2 separate regions of the Mus musculus genome follow, and region 2 is linked to region 1. The links are chromatin contacts, called in public promoter capture Hi-C maps. All regions are on one chromosome and are shown on one strand. Each heading gives the region's core, a stretch centred on a gene start, on an enhancer-like site or on the middle of the called end of the contact. The rest is flanking DNA. Distances are from core to core; before and after follow the strand shown. Region 1 holds the start of Zfp69 (zinc finger protein 69). Region 2 holds the start of Smap2 (small ArfGAP 2).

The links. Capture Hi-C pulls out chosen DNA fragments and counts their contacts.
Region 2: a contact with region 1 is called in a promoter capture Hi-C map of adipose tissue. The contact joins the promoter of Smap2 here to the promoter of Zfp69 in region 1. A contact is called at or near these places in 13 of 39 promoter capture datasets (the C10 cell line, the HPC-7 cell line, cranial neural crest and 9 more), 1 of 15 datasets of contacts at CTCF or cohesin (the NIH/3T3 cell line), 11 of 484 Hi-C or Micro-C datasets (the G1E-ER4 cell line, LSK cells, Th1 cells and 4 more), 10 of 115 datasets of contacts at active chromatin or transcription factors (the 230-238 cell line, CD8 T cells, the SCID.adh cell line and 4 more) and 3 of 9 other capture datasets (adipose tissue, liver and pancreatic islet).

The regions. Positions count from the first base shown.
Region 1 is chr4:120,947,368-120,954,227 of GRCm38.p6, forward strand. It overlaps Zfp69 (zinc finger protein 69), which reads right to left and starts at 4,321. Exons shown (of 6, transcript NM_001384119.1): 1 at 4,077-4,321; 2 at 1,965-2,193; 3 at 1-202. The coding sequence starts at 2,067.
Region 2 is chr4:121,014,860-121,021,719 of GRCm38.p6, forward strand. It overlaps Smap2 (small ArfGAP 2), which reads right to left and starts at 2,388. Exons shown (of 10, transcript NM_133716.3): 1 at 1,890-2,388. The coding sequence starts at 1,992.

The DNA.
Region 1 (6,860 bases), core at 3,071-5,570:
TGGGATCCTGCTGCAGGGATGCCAGGGGTCTCTCCATCATGGGATCCTGCTGCAGGGGTGCCAGGGGTCGCTTCATCATGGGATCCTGTTGCAGTGGTGCCAGGGGTCGCTCCATCATGGGATCCTGCTGCAGGGGTGCCAGGGGTCGTTCCATCAGCTAAGCTTTCTTGTTGTGTCCCATTAGCATCATGGGATAGCAGAGCTGTAGAAGGAGAAGAGCTGTGAGGTGTATACCTTCCCAGCTCCCCAGGCCCATTGGCAGGGGCTCCTTCCCCAACACTCACAAAGACCATGTAGCCTTGGCCAGCCTGGAGCTCAGAGATCTGCCTGCATCTGCATCCTGCTCACTGGAGACTCAAGCTTTCCACACCACACCGGACTTGCTCTTGTTTTTAGACAGGGTCTCACTCGGTAGTTCAGGCTGACCTCGGCTGCACACTCAGATGGGCACCACATTCTTTATTATTAACTAATTCATTCATTTATTCACTCAGCACCACATTCTTTTTTTTTTTTTTTTTTTTTTTTTTTTTTTTTTTTTTTAGTTTTTAGAGACAGGGTTTTTCTGTATAGCCCTGGCTGTCCTGGAACTCACTTTGTATGTAGACCAGGCTGGCCTCAAACTCAGAAATCCGCCTGCCTCTGCCTCCCGAGTGCTGGGATTAAAGGTGTGCGCCACCATGCCCAGCTCTCAGCACCATATTCTTAAGCTTTGACTAGGCTGAACGTCCCCACTCTGTGGTTCACTTTGAAACCCACTCCTTAAGTATGGATTTTTCTATCCCTTCTCCAATAAAAACTAAGACACTATCTAGACCTGATTCCATGGTATCTGCCTTAAGAAAATCTTAGTCCATGCAATGGAAGATGGCTTCTTGCCCTTTGCATACCAAAGAACCTGTTTTAAAGGCTATCTGCTATTATTTTTATCTGTGTCTCCCCCACCAATTAATAATAAGCATCATCACACATAATAACTCATTCATGCCAGACATGGTGGCACTCACCTCTAATCCCTGTACTCAAAAGGTAGAAGTTGGAGGATAAAGAGTTAGAGGCTAGCCTCTGCTACACAGCAATTCAAACTGGAGGCTAGGCTGGTCTATACCAAACACTGCCGCCACCAACAAAGAGAGGTAATGAGGCAATATTCATTTTTATCAACTGTTAAGATGTTTAGCCAGGGCTGGAGAGATGGCTCAGCAGTTAAGAGCAATGACTGCTCTTCCAGAGACCCTGAGTTCAGTTCCCAGCAACCACATGGTGGCTCACAACCATCTGTAATGGAATCTGATGCCCTCTTCTGGTGTGTCTGAAGACAGCTACAATGTACTCATATACTATAAATTAATTAATTAATTAATTAGTTAATTAATTAAAAAAAAAGATGTTGAGCCAAAGTCCCTCAGCTAGAACATAAAAACTCTGGGCTGAACACAAAGCATTATGGGTATGAATGATGAGACCACACAAAACACTGACTCCTCTTCCTACCCTACTACTCTGCGCAGACTAAGACTTGGGCATGTCTTAAAGGAATTAACCAACTTAGGTAAAATGAGAGCAGTCAGGCATTTTGTTCTTGCCTCTCAGAGAAAGAGGATGAAAAAAAGATTACCAAAAAGACTGACTAGGGCAAAGATGACCAGGAGTTTTGCAGAAAACCTGAGACTCGGGCCAGAGACCTTTGATTCCCTGATTCTGAGTTAGGCTCTCACACGCAGGAACTGGCAGTGGGGGAGGGGCACATCCTGTGGCCTTCCTTCCTGTTATATATTGTTTCTGGGGACAGGGAAAAGAAGGGACACACAGCAAAAGTCACCAGGAAGCAGAGGTAGGAGCCCAGCATTTCCTTCACAAATATCCCCTGACCCCCATGGCACAAGCATGAACCCGCATGGATCTTCTTTCCCCTAAGTTATCCCCAAGGGACCACCCCTTCTTCCAACTTTGTCTGTTCTCACCTTCTCCTCCAAACATTTTTGTCACATCCTCCCACAGGGACACCTCCTTCAACTTCACCCAGGTCGCCTCAGTGGCCGGGGTGATCAGGAGCTGCTGAGGCATGATGGCGCCGGCCTGACTGGGGGTGGCAGCTTCGGGTGGGGAAACTGCTGGAACTTTCGATGAGAGGCTTCCTGGTTGTATCGTCCTCAGGCCATAATCTTTTACCCTGGAAGAGTTGTTGAGCCCCTGCAATATCAGAGACCATTGTGAGATGAAGAACTCTGGGTATAGACGCTTCATCTTTGGGAGGCAGTCCTGTAAGCTGCTTTGAGGCCTTTGGACTCCCCTTCCTTTTCTTTCTTGCGACAGGATTTCTCAGTATAGCTCTGGATGTTCTGGAATTCACTCTGTAGACCAGGATGGTCTTGAACTTAGATATCTATCTGCCTCTACCCCCTGAGTGCTGTGATTAAAGGTGAGCACCACTATGTTTGGCTGTACTTTCTTTTAAACTTTATTTGTCTGTCTGTCTGTCTGTGTGCCATGGTGCTCAGCTGGAGGGTACAAGATAACTTATGGGAGTCCATTCTCTTCTTCCAACAAGTGGGTCAGAGGGATTGAGCTCAGGCTGTACGACTTGGCAGCAGGTGCCTTTCCCCACTAAGCCATCGGACTAACCTGCTTTGTGTGCCTAGAGAGCAAAAGGCATGAAAGGAGAGACCCAGAGAACCCATCATACAGCCAGAAGTCCAGAACTGTCTTTATAGCTGCAAAAAGGCCTAGAAGATTCGGCACCAATACTGAAATAATAGTGTCCTGGATACAGAAGTAACCCTCAACTTTAAACACATAGATACAAAGACGCCAGTACCAAAGGAAAAAAAAAAGTACAAATGTCCACATGCCCTGACCTGACCACCTTGTAAGCTGCATGCCCCTTCTGCCTGCTTACATATTTGGAGCTGGCGCCAAGGAAGGCTCTTTGATGTCTGACCTGTATGTAAAGCTGAGACCTGAGGCACTTCAAGTCTGACCTTCAGTTTCCTCATCTATAAAATGTGGATGTTAACTACTGCACAGGGATGCAGTGTTGAGACAATGTTAGGTCTACTAAGTTAACAATTAAGACCTTTTTATTTTAAAGCTGTACAATAAACATTATCTTAAAGTTTAAAAAAAAAATCACGGGCTGAAGAGATGGCTCAGCAGTTAAGAGCACTGACTGCTCTTCCAAAGGTCCTGAGTTCAAATCCCAGCAACCACATGGTGGCTCACAACCATCCCTAATGAGATCTGACACCGTCTTCTGGGGTTTCTGAAGACAGCTGCAGTGTACTTATAATAAAGAAATAAATCTTTAAAAAAAATTAAAAATAAAAAAAATCACATGCGTTTATTTATGGGGGTGGAGGTCACATGCCAACTTTTGAGAGTTGGTTCTCTCCTTTTACCAGGGCATCAGACCTGTCTGCCAAAGCCTTTACGGGGCCCCAGTGGCCATCATGTTTTAGAGTTATTTTAGAAAACAATTAGAAAGCTCAGCTTGAATATCTCAGTTGATAAAACAGTAATTCACAGGGCTGCGCTTTGTCATAAGCCAGCAGCAACAGTCGTCATCACACACTCCAAATGCCCAGCACAGCTGGTGAAACGAATCCCCGGTTCAGATGCAATTAAAACTGCAGGGTTATGTGCTCCCACAGAGCTGGAGAGGAGGAAATATAGTATGTCAAGTGCAAGTAGAACCACTACAGAACTGACCATAACAGCAATTTGGAAACAACCCGAATCCATCATCTGAATCGCCCATTCAGCATATGAATAGTTGTGGACACTGGGACCAGATTCAGTGGACCTGATACCCAAACGCAGCTCTCTCTCGGGGAGGGGACTGCTCTTTGAAGTCTGGGGGAAGAGGAGGAAAGGTGAAAGACTGCCTGTCCAAAAAGACCGGAGTTGGTGCAAATAGCCCCGACTATGTAAAAAGTCTCGTCACTAAGTGCAAACTTTGTGCTGTTCCTTCCGAAGGAGCTGGCAATCCCAGAAGCTTGCTGAACGACCCATCGGCAGAACTTCGCAGGCAGCCACCCGGTCGAGCTCGCAGCTCCGCAGCAGAGTCGCCTACTCACCGGAGGATCTCCGGATCCGTTCCCGCCAGCCTTCCACGCTCACACCGCGGCGCCCAGTGCGCAGCGTGGCTTCCGAGGGACACAGGACACCGTCGGCCTCCGGGCTGGACACCGGCCTCTCCCGCTTCTCACCCGCCGCACCCGGGAGCGGAGCTCCGCGCGCACAGGCGTCCTGCCCGGCCTTCTGTCCCAGCCCAGGACCTGCGGCGCCGGCTGCGGCTCAGATGCCCGAGCTCCGCCGTTTCACCCCGCCCCTCTAGCCCGGTTCGTGTCCCCGCGCCTCCACCCGGGACCCGCCCACCCCACGCTGCTCGCGTCAGCGCCCTGCCCGTGGCTCCGCCCACCCGGGTGCTGCGCGACCCAGATCCCGGAAGCCGGAAGCCGCCCGGGCAGACCCAGGGGCGGTGTCCAGCGAAGCCGGCAGCCCCTGCTGAGGGTCTCCTGTACCCCGTGGCCCGGCGAGTCTTCCTGGAGAAGCCGCTTCTCTGTCATTCTTTCATTCTTAAGGCTTCAGGATGCAGCCTTAAATCGCACGCAGTTCCTGCTCTCTCCTAATCTCCTAATTCTGGTGAATTCGATAAGTAGAAAAATAGACAATCCAAAAGGCAACAGGGGCCTAGAAAACAATAAACTTAAAAAAAAAATTCCGGGATATGTATTTTTAATGTCCCTAAAGACATGTATTAGTTTGCTTAAGGCTGCCTCCCACCCCCAAAGAAAAACACTTCACACCGGTGACTTAAACAATAGGAATTTATTTTCCCATGGTCCTGGAAGGTAGAACCCCTTTCTTCCCATATTCTCACGGCGTGTTTCCTGAGTGCCTGTAGCTAGGGGAAGTGTCTGGTGTCTGAGTTAGCCTTCCTCAGTTCCTCAATTTAACTTATCTCTTTAAAAGTTCAGTAAACATATGGCATTGAGAAAATAAAACTGAGCCCACTGGAAGATACAGAAGAGATGACGACAGAGTAAACACTTACCAGAGCAAAAATTGGAAAACCAGCATCCAGAAAGTTAATCCAAGTTGAAAGCGGCTTTTGCCCAGCTATCTGGAAAACAGACCTTTCATACTGCACATAGAGACTGGGAGGGGGAAAAATGAGCGGACTTGGGACTGATATAGGAAACCCTCTCCACATGAGTAGAACCTCGAAGGGCTGGGTGTTCTCTTTAATGTGTGTGTGTGTGTGTGTGTGTGTGTGTGTGTGTGTGTGTGTGTGTGTGTCTGTGTGTGTTTGGGATGGGGGAAGATAAGTGAAACAACATGGGAAAAATTCATGAACTGCAAAAAAATTTCGTGTCGTTGGCTGTGATCTTCGTTCAAAGTCATCTCTATCTATTGAGTTGAAGACAGTGGCACTTGGGCTGTAAATTAATTTGCAAAAAAAAAAAAGACAAATTGGCAGTAGAGAGTTTATTAAACACTACTGTACAGTTGCATCTGGTGCTCCTGGAAAAGGGATTGCACCCCTGAGAGGAGTGGAAGATCTTTGGAGTTGGCAGAACTAAAGCTCTGAGTTTATCTCATGAGCTGTTTGTCAGTGTCCCCATCTAAGGGACCCGCTGACTTCTGTCTTGCTAAGCAGTTAGTCTTACTGCACTAAGTAACTAATTAGCTAACTCTTGATTGGAACAGACACCAGGTGTCATTCAGAGTAGGCTTCAAATGCCTGTATAATACATCACAAGTCATTGGTTCCCCACAGTCCCACTCTGATTGTTAATGTGGAAGGAGGTTTGTTTGTTTTGTTTTTGACTCTACATGTTACGGGGGCGGGGGGCATCATCTTTAGCAGACAGCATTATAACTGTAAGCACCCGGCTTCCCTTCAGTTACAATGTCGAGTGCAGACTTAAAGATAAGCAAGCTGTGGGCATAGTCCCATGTGGTGTTAGGGTGCCTACTCAGTCTGCCTAAGGCTCTTCATATTCAACTCCCCAGTTCATGGTGGCACCAACCTGCAAAAATGACTGTTTCCTTAAAGAAATAAAATGTGGCTGGTTGGTGGTGGCACACTCCTTTGATCCTAGCACTCAGAAGGCAGAGGCAGGAAAGAAAGAAAGAAAGAAAAAAGGGAAGAAAGAGAGAGAGAGAGAGAGAGAGAGAGAGAGAGAGAGAGAGAGAGAGAGGAGAACCTGACTTGGAGTATTTTGGCAGACACCTGGAATCTCTAAAGTAATTTTTGAAGGCAGACTCATTGATATGTGTGTGTGTGTGTGTGTGTGTGTGTGTGAGAGAGAGAGAGAGAGAGAGAGAGAGAGAGAGAGTGTAAATATGTAAGTAACCTAATAAAGGTTTTCAGTGCATGTTGTGACTCAGGGTAACCCCTGAAAGAACAGAAACATTCAACTTCAAGTCAGTAAGGAGGGAAAGGAATAAAAGAGAACCAAGGGCAGCTGTATGCAAATAGCTCTATGCACTGGGGCTGCCTCATCACAGCTGAGAAAGTGCCCACTGCTGTGATGCTATTGGAAGAGAGCTGCAATAAGTCAAGACATGCTATCTATAAAAAGACTGTCTTAGCAGACAGCAAAGTCCCTGAGATGGAGCGTGTGTAGTAATATGCAATGGCCAGCACAGATTTTGGTATGGTTTGAGGCAAACCATGGTGAACACATTGAGGCTAGTCTGAATGACATGGGATGCCAGTGGAAAGTGTAGAACTGAGAATCAGCATGGTACAACCAACTATCTATCTATCTATCTATCTATCTATCTATCTATCTATCTATCTATCTATCTATTTTTGGTTTTTCGAGACAGGGTTTCTCTGTGTAGCCCTG
Region 2 (6,860 bases), core at 1,138-3,637, 66 kb after region 1:
ACGTGGGCATCTCTTTTTTTAATAGTGGCAAACGCGTTGAAGAGAATTTCTAACTTCAGAACATTCAGGATCCAAGGTTTTAGTATCAGTGGCAGACAGCTACTAGGCTTTGTTGTTGGTGTCGTCTGTTTTTACATCTTAATTATTAACTTTGTGGAGATTGTACATGTATGTACTAGAGTCCACGTGGAGGTCAGGAGACAATTTATGGGAGCTGGTTCTCTCCTCTTACCCTGTGAGTCCTGGGGATCAAACTCAGGTTGTCAGTCTTAGTGGCAAGCACCTTTATTCACTGAGCCCTATCGCAGGCCCCAGTTACTAGTTCTCATCAGGAATTAACGAAGTTCTATGTCTGATTATATCTAGTAAGGCTATTAATAAAGGGCAATGGGAGATTTGGAGGAAGACCTGGTAAATTAACGTGTCTCTTCCCCATGGTATATGTTATTGGGATGAGTAAGCATACAAACAACATGAGTACAGGGGAGGGGGCGGTTCTAAAAATCATCAACAATGGTTTCTGCTCAGTGGATGCCTCGCTGCGACTTAAAATTGTCAATGAGGACATCAGAGGATTTGAGTAGACCAAAGGTGCTCCTACACTGTAAACCAAACCTTCCAGTAGATCTAACAAGAATCAAGCTACAAGAAATTTCGACTCCTCAACATAAATTGAACTCCTGTTAACGCAAAAATTCTCGAGAGAAGTCTGGGGACCTGCTTTGCTGACAGTTCACTGCATTTGCCTACTGATAGAGGTCACTAAAATTTATTACTAGGAGTCTAAATCAATGCATCATCATTCTTGCGCCCTCCTTACATAACCTTACTCTAAAATAAACCATAATCACATGAAGTATGGGCTAAGTATCTATTGCTTTTCTCAACATTAATACACACACACATCTGAATGCTTTATACTACTTTATACCCATATGCTACATGGCAAATTCAGGAAATGAACTAAAGTAAATACCCCCTCCCAATTATAGCTGCTCCTACCTACAAAGCTGTACAGAATTCACTAGTAAATTTTCTACCATATTGACCTTTAATTGTAACACAGCATGAACCTTTACAGACACAGAAAACAAAGGCTAAGTGGTTGTGGCCAATTTCTATTTCCTCTCTAAAGGTGTAATCACCAGGGAAATAACGAATTGGGGGAATTCCTTGCTTCCTTTTCTCCCTGCTTGAACGGGTCCTGCACTACAGTCCAGGTCTGCTAGTTTCGCTCACCACACACGCATGAGGCCTCCACAACCCAGGCTAGACTACCTAGAAATCCGCACTGTGTCACTGCATAAGGTAGCTGTTTCTCAGTGCACACGACCTGGGTGAAGAAAGCCACCTAAGCACTCGGTCTGAGCTCAACAAGGTGGTAAAATGACAGGAGCTGCTAACGACATAGCAGACAGCAAGGAATGCCACCTTTAAATATCATTTCGACAGTTTTTCTCTTAGTCATCTCACCTTCCTCCTCGTCACCCCCACCGCCACCCCCACCACACTGCAGCTCACCCACAGCTTTGCCAAGTAAAAGGCTGCCAGCTCTGCATGACAGCGAGCCCAGAAGCCATTCAGAGTCTGCAACATAGACAGTCTCACCTGAACACACCGGGCAACCCCACCCCCCACTATATCATCCCCACTTCGCTGACACACACACACACACACACACACACACACACACACACACTCGCCCACACCAAACCCCAAGTCCCAAGCCCGAGGAAACCCAGCAAGCTCATGAGCGAGGGTGGCTCGCGTGGTCATACGAAGAGGACTCGCCCTGAGCTCCAGAACCCCCTCCCCACTCAGGCCATCGCAGCTCATCGCCACGCCGCCGCCCCGCAGCTGGCCCCCCGCCGGCGCCCCGGATGCGTTACCTTTGGACTGGCAGTCAGCACAGAACTTGTTATCTTCCTCCAGCAGCAGGTTGGCCAGGACCGCCTGGTACCGATCCACGTCCTTCACCGACTTGCCTGTCATGGCCAGGGTGCCGGCGGGGGCAGAGGGCGACGCGCCCCCTGCACCCCCCAAGAACCCCTGCCTCTGTCCGGGGCTGAGGCCTTGGGGTCCCCGCCCAGGCGGTCCTCTCGCCCGGCCCGGAGCAGCCCCGGGGTCAGAGCCGTCAGCGCCCCCGCCCCGCAGCCCCTCAGCCCCTCAGCGCGGCGCCCCCTGGCGGGCTTCGGGCAAGGCAGGGACTCGCGGAGGCTGCGGGACCCCAGAAGTGGCCTAGGTGGAGCGAGCTCCCGGCTTCAGGCGTGCGGGACGCACACTTGACCCCGAGTGTTGAGGGTCTGCCCGCTGTGCTTCCCGCCTCGGTTTCCCTGGCAGCTGCGACCAGCTCAGCCGCCACCTCCACCGCCTACTTCCGGCAGCTCTTCCTCTCCTCCTCCACCCAGCCCAACCCGCGCATGCGCCCCGCCCACCGCGCTGCACTGGGCTCTCCCCTTGGCTCCGCCTCCTAGGAACCAATCCGGGAAGAGCCGGGGGCGGGGCTTAGGTGGAAGCGGCGGGAGGGAGGACACGCCCCCTGCGTGCCCTTGGAAAAGAATGAATGAAGCCGGGTGGAGAGGGAGGAGAGTGAAGAGAATAAAGTGAAGGGAACGACCAACATTTACAGAGCTCATACTGTGTGCCATGTACTGCTCTAAGCGCTTTCTATCAATTATCACAGTATGCTCTTCACAGCAACCTTTATAAGATGTGTGTTTATTATCCTTATATAATACAAGGGTTGTGGCTATCCCAGACTCCTTTAGGTTAGTCTTTCCTTCAAGAGACAAAAGGACTCACCCTCTGACCCGAGTTAAAGAGACATTACACCCTCCCTCGTGATCACTTCTAACTTGGAATGCCTCCTGCCGCTGATATACATTAGTCTTCTCTGTGACTACTGCCCTTTTTGAGCATCGCTCTGACTAGTGTCTAGGCAGAACTTTTCTTTCCTTTAAAAAAAATTTTTTTTTGAACAGGTTCTTCCTAAGTAGCCCTTGGTGGCCTGGAACTTTATATTGTAGATTAGGATAGCCTCGAACTAACAGAGAACTGCCTCCAAAGTGCTGGGATTAAAGGTATGTGCCACCATACCTAGCCTCCTTTACTTGCGTGTGTGTGCATGCGTGCGTGTGTGAGTGCGTACGTGTGCGTGTGCGTGTGCGTGCGTGCGTGCGTGCGTGCGTGCGTGCGTGTGTGTGTGTGTGTGTGTGTGTGTGTGTGTGTGTGTAGGTGTCCAAGGAGGCCAGAAGAGGGCATTGCAGTACCTGAAGCTGGAGTTTCAGCTGATGGATGAGGGTGTGTGATGTGGGTGTTGGGGAAGGAACCAGGGTCCTATGAGAGATTACCAAACTCTCTCACCTGCTGAGCCATCTCTCAGGTTGTTTGGGGGAGAGCCAGTTATAGGGTAACATGGAATAAGCAGCTACTTAAAAATGGTTATTAGGTATTATTTTCCAAAGCCTCTCTTGTTACAAATAGTGTCTTGAACCCACGGCCATCTTCCTGTGTATGCATTCCGTCCCTTCACTCATCAAATTCTTAAAAGAGACTGAGAAAAAACAGGATGTGCTAAAGGGGAAGAGAACGCTACTTCCTGATATTTGCTCTTAAGGGATTCTTCTGAAGGCTAGAGTAATAGACCAGGGAGGCCAGCAAGACAAAGTGTTTATTTGCCTCTAAGACAGCAGTCTTGTTCATCTCTACTTTCTCCCAAGACCAGGCTCCCCTCAAAATGTTTATATTATATATTTATTTATTATATATTGTAATATATAATATTTATATATTATAAAGGGAAATTAAAATATTTGTTACATTATTAATCAGAATAATTTATTCCTGTTCCAAACCTTTTCATTCCAGTGAAGTCTCAAAGAACTTACTTTCATAAACGTCCAAGTTCATATAGTATTTTCCTAAGACAGGTCCATCAGATTTGATATTCTCTTAGTCGTTTTTAAATTTTTATTTGATTTTATTGAGACAGGGCCTCCCTATATAGCCCTGGGTGGCCTGAATTCACTCTGTAGTCCAGGTTGGCCTTGACCTCACAAAGTTCTGCTTGCCTCTGCCTCCTGAGTGCTAGGATTAGAGGCATTGCAATATGTTGGCCTTAAGATTTAGTTTTAATTTTTAACTATGTGTATGTGTGTCTATATGTGGGTCTGCACATAACAGATCAGGTGCCCTTGGAGTCCAGGAAAAGGGCATCCAATTTTCTGGCGCTGGAGTCATTCACGGGTGGCTTTGCTCCACCTGACTCCTCTTGTACGAGGATCTCACTTAACCATGCTCACCCGTTGAAAAAGCCTTTGACAGCTTCTCATTTCCTTCCATTTGGCTGCACAGTATGGAGACGAGGCACATATACCATGAGGTCAGATCACCTGGGCTGAGATCCAAAATTTGAATTCTGTTTGTGTGGCTTTGGCAGGTTGCTTAACTTCTTGCCTTGGTATTTCATGTATGCAGTAGGAATGATAATGGTGCTAACTACCTGTTTCCTGGGATTGATGCAAAGCTTCTCAGGGCTGAAACCTGCAACGCATTTAGAACAACTCTCAGCACAAAACAAGTGGTAGACAATCAACACCTATTGCTAAATATGTCTGGCTTTTGGCCTTATCAGTCCATGATAGGGTTTATTTCCTGATCTGTTTGTAGTCAGACATAGTCAATGGGCCAAGCAGAAATATGTCGCTTTATGTCTGAAGCCTTAATTTGCTGTTTTGACTGGAACACACTATCCACAAAGGACAGACAGTCAAGACAGACTGAAGCACCGACTGTAGAGAACATGCCCTTGCTCCTGGTCCCTGCAAGGGCAGCCCTAGAAGTTCCAGGTTAGGCTTTGTAACCAAAGCCTGAATTTAGCAAGAGCTCGCCACTAATCAGAAAAAGATCAGAAGTAATGAGTAACAACAACAACAACAACAACAACAAAAGGTCTTGCTTTAAGTTATTAAGTTGTTTTCTCACCAAATTGTAACTTAGCTGATCCTACATAAAAAGGATTCATCAAAGCCAGATATGGTGGCACATAGGTGACCCCAGCACTTGGTAGATGGAGGCAGGTAGCACAGGAGTTTAAGGCTAGCCTCAGCTACATAGTGGACATTAGGCTATCCTAGGTTACAGGAGATCCTGTTTTAAAGCAAGCAAGCAAACAAACAAAAGAGCAATAAAGAAAAAATTCATAATACTCGAGGCATATGTACTTATCTGTTCCCTTTCTTGTTTATTTTTGTAGCAGAGTACCTTGCACCACCTGGCTCAGAAATGAATTTTTTCCTGAGCTGCCATGCTAGAGTGAGCTCTGCAGCAAAATGCCCAGACCGTGACTCTAGTAGTGCTGTGGGGAACATGTTTGGACTGCTGCCACGTGGAGCTTTTCATCCCAGCATCTTCTAGCTAGGAGATAAAATCTCTTGAGTCATACATTGAACTAAAATAGTTTCCAACCCACTGGTTAGTCAGGGTACCAATTTAGGGTAATACCAATTAAATGGCTTTGTCATTAAGCGAGCTGGACTAATTTTCTATTTTCCTGTCATCTCTTCGTTAGCTGTCACAGTAAATGAACTGTGGGTCTCCAGTGAATCTCAGAAATTCACTGTGGATCTCAGAGCCTATTGGGCTAACTCCAGCTAACTCTCGCTTTTTTTTTTTAAGATGTGACAATGTGCTGTGACTTCACTGTCAGCCTTGAGAACTTGGCTGTACCGAAGCAACCAGCTGTGAGCCAGCCTTGCTTGCCTGTCCCTTCTCTCCTGCTGGAATTCCCACATGCCCACTTCCACAGCCTGACTCTCAAAAGTGCCTCTGCTTGCCACTGCTGAAAGTGCCCACGAGGACAGAGTCGGTGCTTTACTTGGTGGCGCTAGGTCCTGATGTCCACACTACTTGGGATTCCAGAAGATCAGCAATCACCCTTTCCTTCCAGACAGAGAATGGCTTCTCCTCATCTGTTTACACATTGTACTCTGGACCCCAAACCATCCCTGTTTGTGGGCAGTCTCATGAAGTCTTCCCTGTGAGCCTGTTGGCTGGCCTTTGATCCTTTCCCCGTCGATGTGGAAACCCAGTTCCAATACCAGGATTTCATGCTATGCAAGTCTGCCATTTTCCTTAGGACAACGTGTGGCCCCAGCTCTATCAAGCCTCTTTGTCTTCCTTTCTCTGCCCTATAACTATTCAGTGATATGGATCCTGGGAGAGGAGGCTGGACCAGCTGTGTATTGACTATAGCTCAGCAACTCACTGCTACCACCATGGCAGGGTGATTGTGCTAGCATGATCTCCAGCCACATGCAAGAACAGACAGCATCCGTCCGAGAGCTGTATCAATAGCTCCTGCATTTTCAGGGTCTTGTAAGGGATTGGGTAAACACACCTGACCAAGGCTTCCTGGGAGAGACACTGAAGTGTAATGAAAGGAAATCACCTCACACCACAGCATATAAACTGTAAAAAGCAAAACATCGGAGGGTTGGGGAGGAGACCAGAAGTTTCCAGAAAGGAAAAACCAGTCACATGTAGAAGGAATGGGAAGGAGAATGACACAGAGTTCTCAAAAACAGCAGGGGAAGCCAGGAGACCATGAAATGGTGCCTTCAAGATTCTGAGAGAAAGAGTTGCCAACCTAGAATTCCAAGCTAGCCACCCTGCTGTTCTAGAAGCACTGTGGAACAACAAGGGAGTTTCTTTCCTTCTTTCCTTTTCTTTTCTTTTTTTTCCTTTCCCTTCCCTTCCCTTCCCTTCCCTTCCCTTCCCCTCCCCTCCCCTCCCTTCCCTTCCCTTCCCTTCTTTTCTTTTTTCTTTTCTTTTCTTTTCTTTTCTTTTCTTTTCTTTCCTTT